Regions from separate parts of the Mus musculus genome. Here region 2 is linked to region 1. A link is a contact called in public Hi-C data. All regions are on one chromosome and are shown on one strand. Each heading gives the region's core, a stretch centred on a gene start, on an enhancer-like site or on the middle of the called end of the contact. The rest is flanking DNA. Distances are from core to core; before and after follow the strand shown. Region 1 overlaps Gm51906 (a long non-coding RNA gene). Region 2 holds the start of Ankfy1 (ankyrin repeat and FYVE domain containing 1).

Region 1 (3,121 bases), core at 289-2,788:
AGAATCCCAGCCCCCGGGAGGGAGGGGTTTAAGGTAGGGGGCGGAGCGAGAAATGCTGGGAGGAGCACAGATAACTGGTGATGCTCGGAAGGCAGGCCAGCAGCTGCTTTGGTATGTTATTTTTGTTTTTGTTTTTTGTTTGTTTGTTTGTTTTTTGTTTCGGTTTTTCGAGACAGGGTTTCTCTGTATAGTCCTGGCTGTCCTGGAACTCACTTTGTAGACTAGGCTGGCCTCGAACTCAGAAATCCACCTGCCTCCTGAGTGCTGGGATTAAAGGCATTTTGTTATGTTATTAGGCACTTCTGTCAGCCATTTAACCTGAGTTCTGAGACCCAACACAACTTATCATTACCATTTTCAAATCACATTTATTGAGTGTACATATATGTACGTTCAGCCATGTGTGTGGAGGTCAGAGGACAACTTGTGAGAGTTCATACCGTGTGGGTCTCAGATCATCACAATTGGCAGCAAATAAATGCCTTTATCAATTGATAGAAATAAGCTCATGGTCGCAAAGAAAGAGACCACCACTCCAGCGGACACGGCAAAACTTTACTCTTGAAACTTTACTTTGTGCTCGGAAGAGTGAGCACAAAGAGACAGGAAATGCCCTTGATTTCTATTCTAATGCAGGTTGTGAGTTGGTCTTTTCTTCACCTGCCCAGTGCACAGTCTTATTCATTTGGCTAGTTTGAAAAGAACTGGCATAGCCAGGCAGTGGTGGCCCACGCCTTTAATCCCAGCACTTGGGAGGCAGAGGCAGGCGGATTTCTGAGTTCGAGGCCAGCCTGGTCTACAGAGTGAGTTCCAGGACAGCCAGGGCTACACAGAGAAACCCTGTCGAAAAAGAAAGGAAAAGAACTGGCGTAAGTACAGGAAATGAAAGAGGTCACTGCTCCCTGGGGAAAAGGGTCACTTCTCCAGGTCATCAGGTTACTGAACCGCAACAGGGGCCCTCTGTGTTAACAAAGGTTTAACTGGCAGGGGTGGGGGATAGGAGAGAGGAGGTGGGAAAGATATATAACCCCTGCTTACAAAGTGGGAGAGATAAAATGCTTTGACTTCTTTGTTCCAAACACAAGTTCTACAGTTTTCAACAAAAATGACTCATATTTGATATTATACACTAAACTACTTCACTAGCCCCTATTTACTTTTTATTTTATTTTAGGGATGCACTCCTCTGTGTGTGTGTGTGTGTGTGTGTGTGTGTGTGTGTGTGTGTGTTCGTGTGCATGTGCACATGAAGATTCACAGGAGAGGAGGGTAGGGAGAGGGAGAGAGATTCTGTCTCAAAAACAAACAAAAAAGAAAGAAAAAGAAAAAGCAAGGCAGATGTCGTAGTACGGCCATGGTCGCTTGCTAGCAAGTCCATCCCAGCGCTAGATCCCGCTGACCATAGGAAGTGGGTGTGGCTTCCGGAAGTCTTCCGAACCTCCCAAACAAAATGGGAAGATGACAAAGGAAATGATTGCCTAGGTGCTTTGCTTGTCAGAAGCCTTTGAAGCAAATCAGAGCTATGATGAACCGTGGCCACCAGATGGCACCAAAAACTAAGTAGAAAACAGAAACCTACCGGCCTGCTGATCCGCGGTCAGTGCACTTCGACGTGCTCCAGAAATTGAAGGTACGGTGTGTGCTACATGGTGGGGGTCTAGAACGACAGCTTTCCCCAGGCGCTGAAGTAGAGGTTGGACCCAGGCTAGACTCTGTCTTTCCATCTATACATTGGGCACGAGTAGCCTCAGTACCAAAGCTCAGAACCCTCCTTTATATCAGTGTGACTTGGGACTAAGGATGCTGGAAAAAAGGAAGAGGCCTTCTTCAACCCCACTTCCGGTAGTGAGGAGTGTGTCTTTTTCCTGGGCAGGCTACTGGTGCTCACCCACATGAACCTTGTAGGACAGGGCACAGCATCCATACTGTAAAGTCTATGATGAGGAAGAAGCAATCCTCATATGATGAACCTTCCACCTAGAAGAGAGAAATGTGTTTTTCTTAAACAAACCAAAAAGCTACTATCAACTAAGATGCCAAGAGGCTGTGGGCCAAGTTGCAAACCAGCAGAGTTTATAGGCTCCAACCATGAAGGGAAAACCCTATGATCAACTACTTGGGGTCTCAGGGTTTTCTTTAGTTTGCTATGGTGGTGGTTGTTGTTGTTTTAAATGTAAAGTGTGTGTGTGTGTTCCACGTTCCACAGTGTATGAGTACAAGGCAAAGGACAACGTTCAGGAGTTGGTTCTGCAGTCCCTAAAGCAGTGTGCTACAAAAGTAATCAAAGCAGCAGCTGCTGTCCCCCCACCCTTCTGCCCTAGCTTACAGTCACCATAGATGTTCCCACAGGACCTGTCAAAATGGTGGCACCTAGACACCTCCTCAGTGTGCAGCCATCACAGGAGCTGTGCAATGTCAGCCCCTTCTCTCCAGCCTCCCCAAGCAGCTCCAGAGAATTGGTGCCTCAGCCAAAGCCACCTGAGACTGGGAAGAACTTCCCATCTGTACTGGCTGGTTTCCTGTCAACTTGACACAGCTGGAGTTATCACAGAGAAAGGAGCTTCAGGTGAGGAAATGCCTCCATGAGATACAACTGTCAGGCATTTTCTCAATTAGTGATCAAGGGGGAAAGGCCCCTTGTGGGTGGGACCATCTCTGGGCTGGCAGTCTTGGTTCAATAAGAAAGCAAGCTGAGCAAGCCAGGGGAGGCAAGCCAGTAAAGAACATCCCTCCATGGCCTCTACATCAACTCCTGCTTCCTGACCTGCTTGAGTTCCAGTCCTGACTTCCTTGGTGATGAACACCAGTATGGAAGTGTAAGCTGAATAAACCCTTCCTTCCCAACTTGTTTCTTGGTCATGTTTTGTGCAGGAATAGAAACCCTGACTAAGACACCATCCTAACTCATGGACCCATGTAGAGAAAGGGGGAAGGAAGGAGAAAAAAAAAAAAAGCTACCAATTCCTGAGCACGAAAACCCACCAATCTCTGAGCTTCCTTCCCACAAAAAACCCCACCAATCCCTGAACATGAAAATACACCAAATCCCTGAGCTCCCCAAGCTTGGTGCTTAAAATCCCCCACCAATCCTTAGTCTGGAAATCTCTGCCCCACAAAAGCT
Region 2 (3,235 bases), core at 332-2,831, 120 kb after region 1:
CCTCTGACCCTAGCATTTGGAAAAGCAGGAGGACCAGTAATTCTAGACCAGTCTGTACTCCATGAGACTTGTCCAAAAAAGTGAAAACAAAAACAAACAAAAAACCTGGCTCAGATTAAGTTTGCTGGGCTTGCAAAGCAAGGCAAAGAGAAAACATGCTGCAAACAGATGTCAGATATGACAGCACTTTCCAACCAGTTAAGTTGTTTTAATGTTAGGAGCTTGAGTATTTTTAGGGGATAGAAGAGTCTGTTTATGCTCAAAGCTGGTTTATCTAGCCACCTGAAGATCTCAAAAACTCATTTGACACACCTATGAACCATCCTCAGCAAGGCAGTGAAGCTTTGAGCTCAGGCACTTCTATTGAAACTAACAAATATTGTTTCTTTAATCACATGTCGCTTATCCAGGGCCACTACTTTAACACTGCCCTGTTATTTCCTTCACTACTGTAGTCTGCTACAATCGGAACATCAGTTTTTAGTACATAATTATCCTTAATGTATTTAAGTGTCCTTCTCTTCCATTTTCTAAGTGTTTTTCAGCCAGGGTCGTCCCCTTTTCAAAATTTTAACCATTGCCCTTACATTTTTATAATCTGAACTCAATCCCTTCATTATTCCATTTCATTGCCCTCTAATGCTTTCTTTAACTGTGGCAGATCTTCCTAAAATCTTAACTGTTCTCTAAGTCACTACTTAACTGTTGATGCATTATTTCTATTCTCCTTTGTTGACCTGGAGGCTTCAGGTGTGCTAAGTACATATTCGTTACCCGGGCCAAGAAAAAGTATTTATGTCAAGTGTGGTGGCACTTGCCTTTAATCGCAGCACTCCAGGCAGAGGCACTAGGGTCTCTTATCAGTGTCAGGCCAGCCTGGTCTACATAGTAAGTTCCAGAACAGCCAGGATTATGTAGAGAAACCCTGTCTCAATTCCCCACTCTACCTACTCCACAGCCAAAAAAGGCATACTATCTAGGATTGTCAGCCCTCTATTTTGCTATTATAAAAATCATCTAATCATTCTCACATTCACAAAAGGTTTAAGCTCCTGGTTTACAATCTGAATTCCTTCTCCATGGCCTTGTCAACCGTTATTAGCTCCTAGTGTTATTTGGCTTTGCCACTTTGACCTCAGGGATCTCACAATTTTGCTTACATAAAATTGTATAGAGATTTGCAGTTTTTGCGACCCCTATATTTGTAACCAGTGTGTTTGCCTGTTTGATAACCCAAGTTGTCTGGTTTTAGCCATAAAAATTCCCAAAGCCCTGGAGAAATGCTATCATTTAAGTATTAGGACAGCGTCCCACGTGGTTACAAAGTAACTTAAAGATCCGCAGTCCCTGCCTCAGAATAGTCCATGTTTGCTCTACCCTGACGATCGCCTGGAGTACGAGATAGCCCAGTCCGCGCTTGTCAAACCTTCCAAAACGAAGTGGGACTCGGACCTCCCGCCTAGAGCAACTTCCCGCTCCACTTTCATTCACCCCTTGTCTGCTCTGGCTCCTCCCTTTGCCACGCCTCCATCCATTCTCGCGAGACTTGATGATTCCCTTGCGCCGGCATTTATCGCGAGGCTGTAGGCAGGGCCGGGCCCGACATGGCGGAAGGTAGGTTTTTTGTGGGGTGGCACGGGAAGACGCGAAGCAATAGGGGTACCACTGGCCGGGCACAGAAGCCCCTGGAAGGGTTGTCCGGCTGTGGTCGTACGGTGCATCACGTGTCTCGCGAGCCTTCCTATGTAGCGTTTCGGGGCTCCCCGGGCCGGGGTTCTCAGCGCCGTTCCTATGGCAACGCCCCTCCTGCAGTCTGTCTTCACTCGTCACCCCCCGCCCCCAACCCCGATCCCGGTAGTCTCAGAACGAGAAAGGGGTCGGGTCCTGGGAGCGAATGCACCCGCGGGACTCGAGAAAGCTGTAGAGGAGCTTCTTGTGCCAGCCATGCTGGAACGGGGAGGGAAGTGCCCCTCTCCTTAGGAAATCGAAACTGCTGTCATGGCAGGTCCTGCATCCGGAAGGGTGCATCTCTTGCCTGCGGAAGAGCTTGGGACTCTTCCTTGGAAGAGCCGGGACTGCAGCTGGACGACGGGCTTCTTGGGCGTGCGCTGTAATAGTCTTTAAGCTTTTTGGCAGCCCTAGCAAATGTGGGCACGCTCAGATTCTCTGAGGTTTACAAAGGGGCAAAAGGAGATGTTTCCTCAGTAAGGAAGTTGACCAAGGTCACACTGCTTGAAAGAGGTGTGCTAAAGCCAGGCTTCGGTTCCTTTACCTCCTGCTTTAGTCCTTCGTCTCTTTTTTAGTACTTTACGACATTGCAGGTAAAGGCATCCGGTTTCTCAGGTGCAGCCTCCCTTAAGGAATAATGTTAGGATCTTTGCTTGCCATAGCTTTACTGTATGAGTTGGGGTGAAAGCCCTGAGATAGTGAGTTACCTAGTAGTGATCAGACAATATTAGACCTGGCCGGTGTGCTTCTCCTGTGTACCCCATTGTTGGAGAAAAATACTTCTTGTTGGACTTTGTTGAGTGGCTGAAGATTTACTTGATCTAGACCTGGCCTATTTTGTTTTTGTCTTTTGTTTGTATTTTTTGGTAAGTGTTGATTAAACTCATCATTTCTTGATCTGAGATTTGGGTAGTGTGACAGTTTGTGTAGTCTTCTCAGATTTGAATTAGGTTTAAGAGTGACACGAAGTAGGCCTGCCAGGTGTGTTATTTGCCCTTTATAGTTAAGTGAACTGAGGCCAGATTCATGGCTGGGACTGGATTCTGTTTTCATTTTTACTTTTTCTATCTGTTAAACACCTTGGAGGTGGTGAACATTGTCCAACAGAGGAGGAGAAAGCGAAGTGACTGAAAGTGCTGGGTGTGGTGATGTATGCCTGCCTGCTTGTAGTTCCTTCATTCAGCACTTGGAAGGATCTGGAATTTAGGGTCATTCACAGCCTACCTGGAGTGCATGAAACCCTGTTCAAAAAATGAACTAGATGATTTTGCACACCACGGAATGTTGTGTACCTGTTGCTCAGCAGCGAGGTTTGGGAGGAAGGTTCAGGAAGGCACGATGTGAGATCGTGAGCAGTGTAGAGCCTTTAAGAAGGAATCTGCGTGTTGGGGAAATGCATGACCAAGTTTCAGGTCGTGGAGGAGGGAGTTTCTCAGTCCGTAGTTGTATTGAGAACTTAATTGTGTTTGTGCTCAGGTTCCAGTTGTGGGGAATTCATACAGGCCAA

The links. Hi-C and Micro-C count contacts between places; a contact is called where the count stands out from the background.
Region 2: a Hi-C map of B cells shows a contact between it and region 1, with 62 read pairs. The contact joins the promoter of Ankfy1 here to the enhancer-like site in region 1. A contact is called at or near these places in 13 of 39 promoter capture datasets (the C10 cell line, the HPC-7 cell line, cranial neural crest and 7 more), 1 of 15 datasets of contacts at CTCF or cohesin (pro-B cells), 19 of 484 Hi-C or Micro-C datasets (B cells, the C2C12 cell line, Sertoli cells and 11 more), 38 of 115 datasets of contacts at active chromatin or transcription factors (the 230-238 cell line, DN3 thymocytes, the HPC-7 cell line and 23 more) and 4 of 9 other capture datasets (adipose tissue, embryonic stem cells, liver and 1 more).

The regions. Positions count from the first base shown.
Region 1 is chr11:72,569,238-72,572,358 of GRCm38.p6, forward strand. It overlaps Gm51906 (a long non-coding RNA gene), which reads right to left. Exons shown (of 4, transcript XR_003949712.1): 3 at 1,580-1,977. Among named protein-coding and RNA genes, the nearest start is that of Spns3, 21 kb to the left of the region's middle. Within about 2 kb of position 1,539, at least 41 of the 459 cell types and tissues checked have an H3K27ac peak or open chromatin away from gene starts, as enhancers often do. A contact at or near this core is called in B cells, the HPC-7 cell line, the SCID.adh cell line and 5 more, where this site is marked.
Region 2 is chr11:72,688,421-72,691,655 of GRCm38.p6, forward strand. Ankfy1 (ankyrin repeat and FYVE domain containing 1) reads left to right here and starts at 1,582. Exons shown (of 25, transcript NM_009671.5): 1 at 1,582-1,614. The coding sequence starts at 1,605.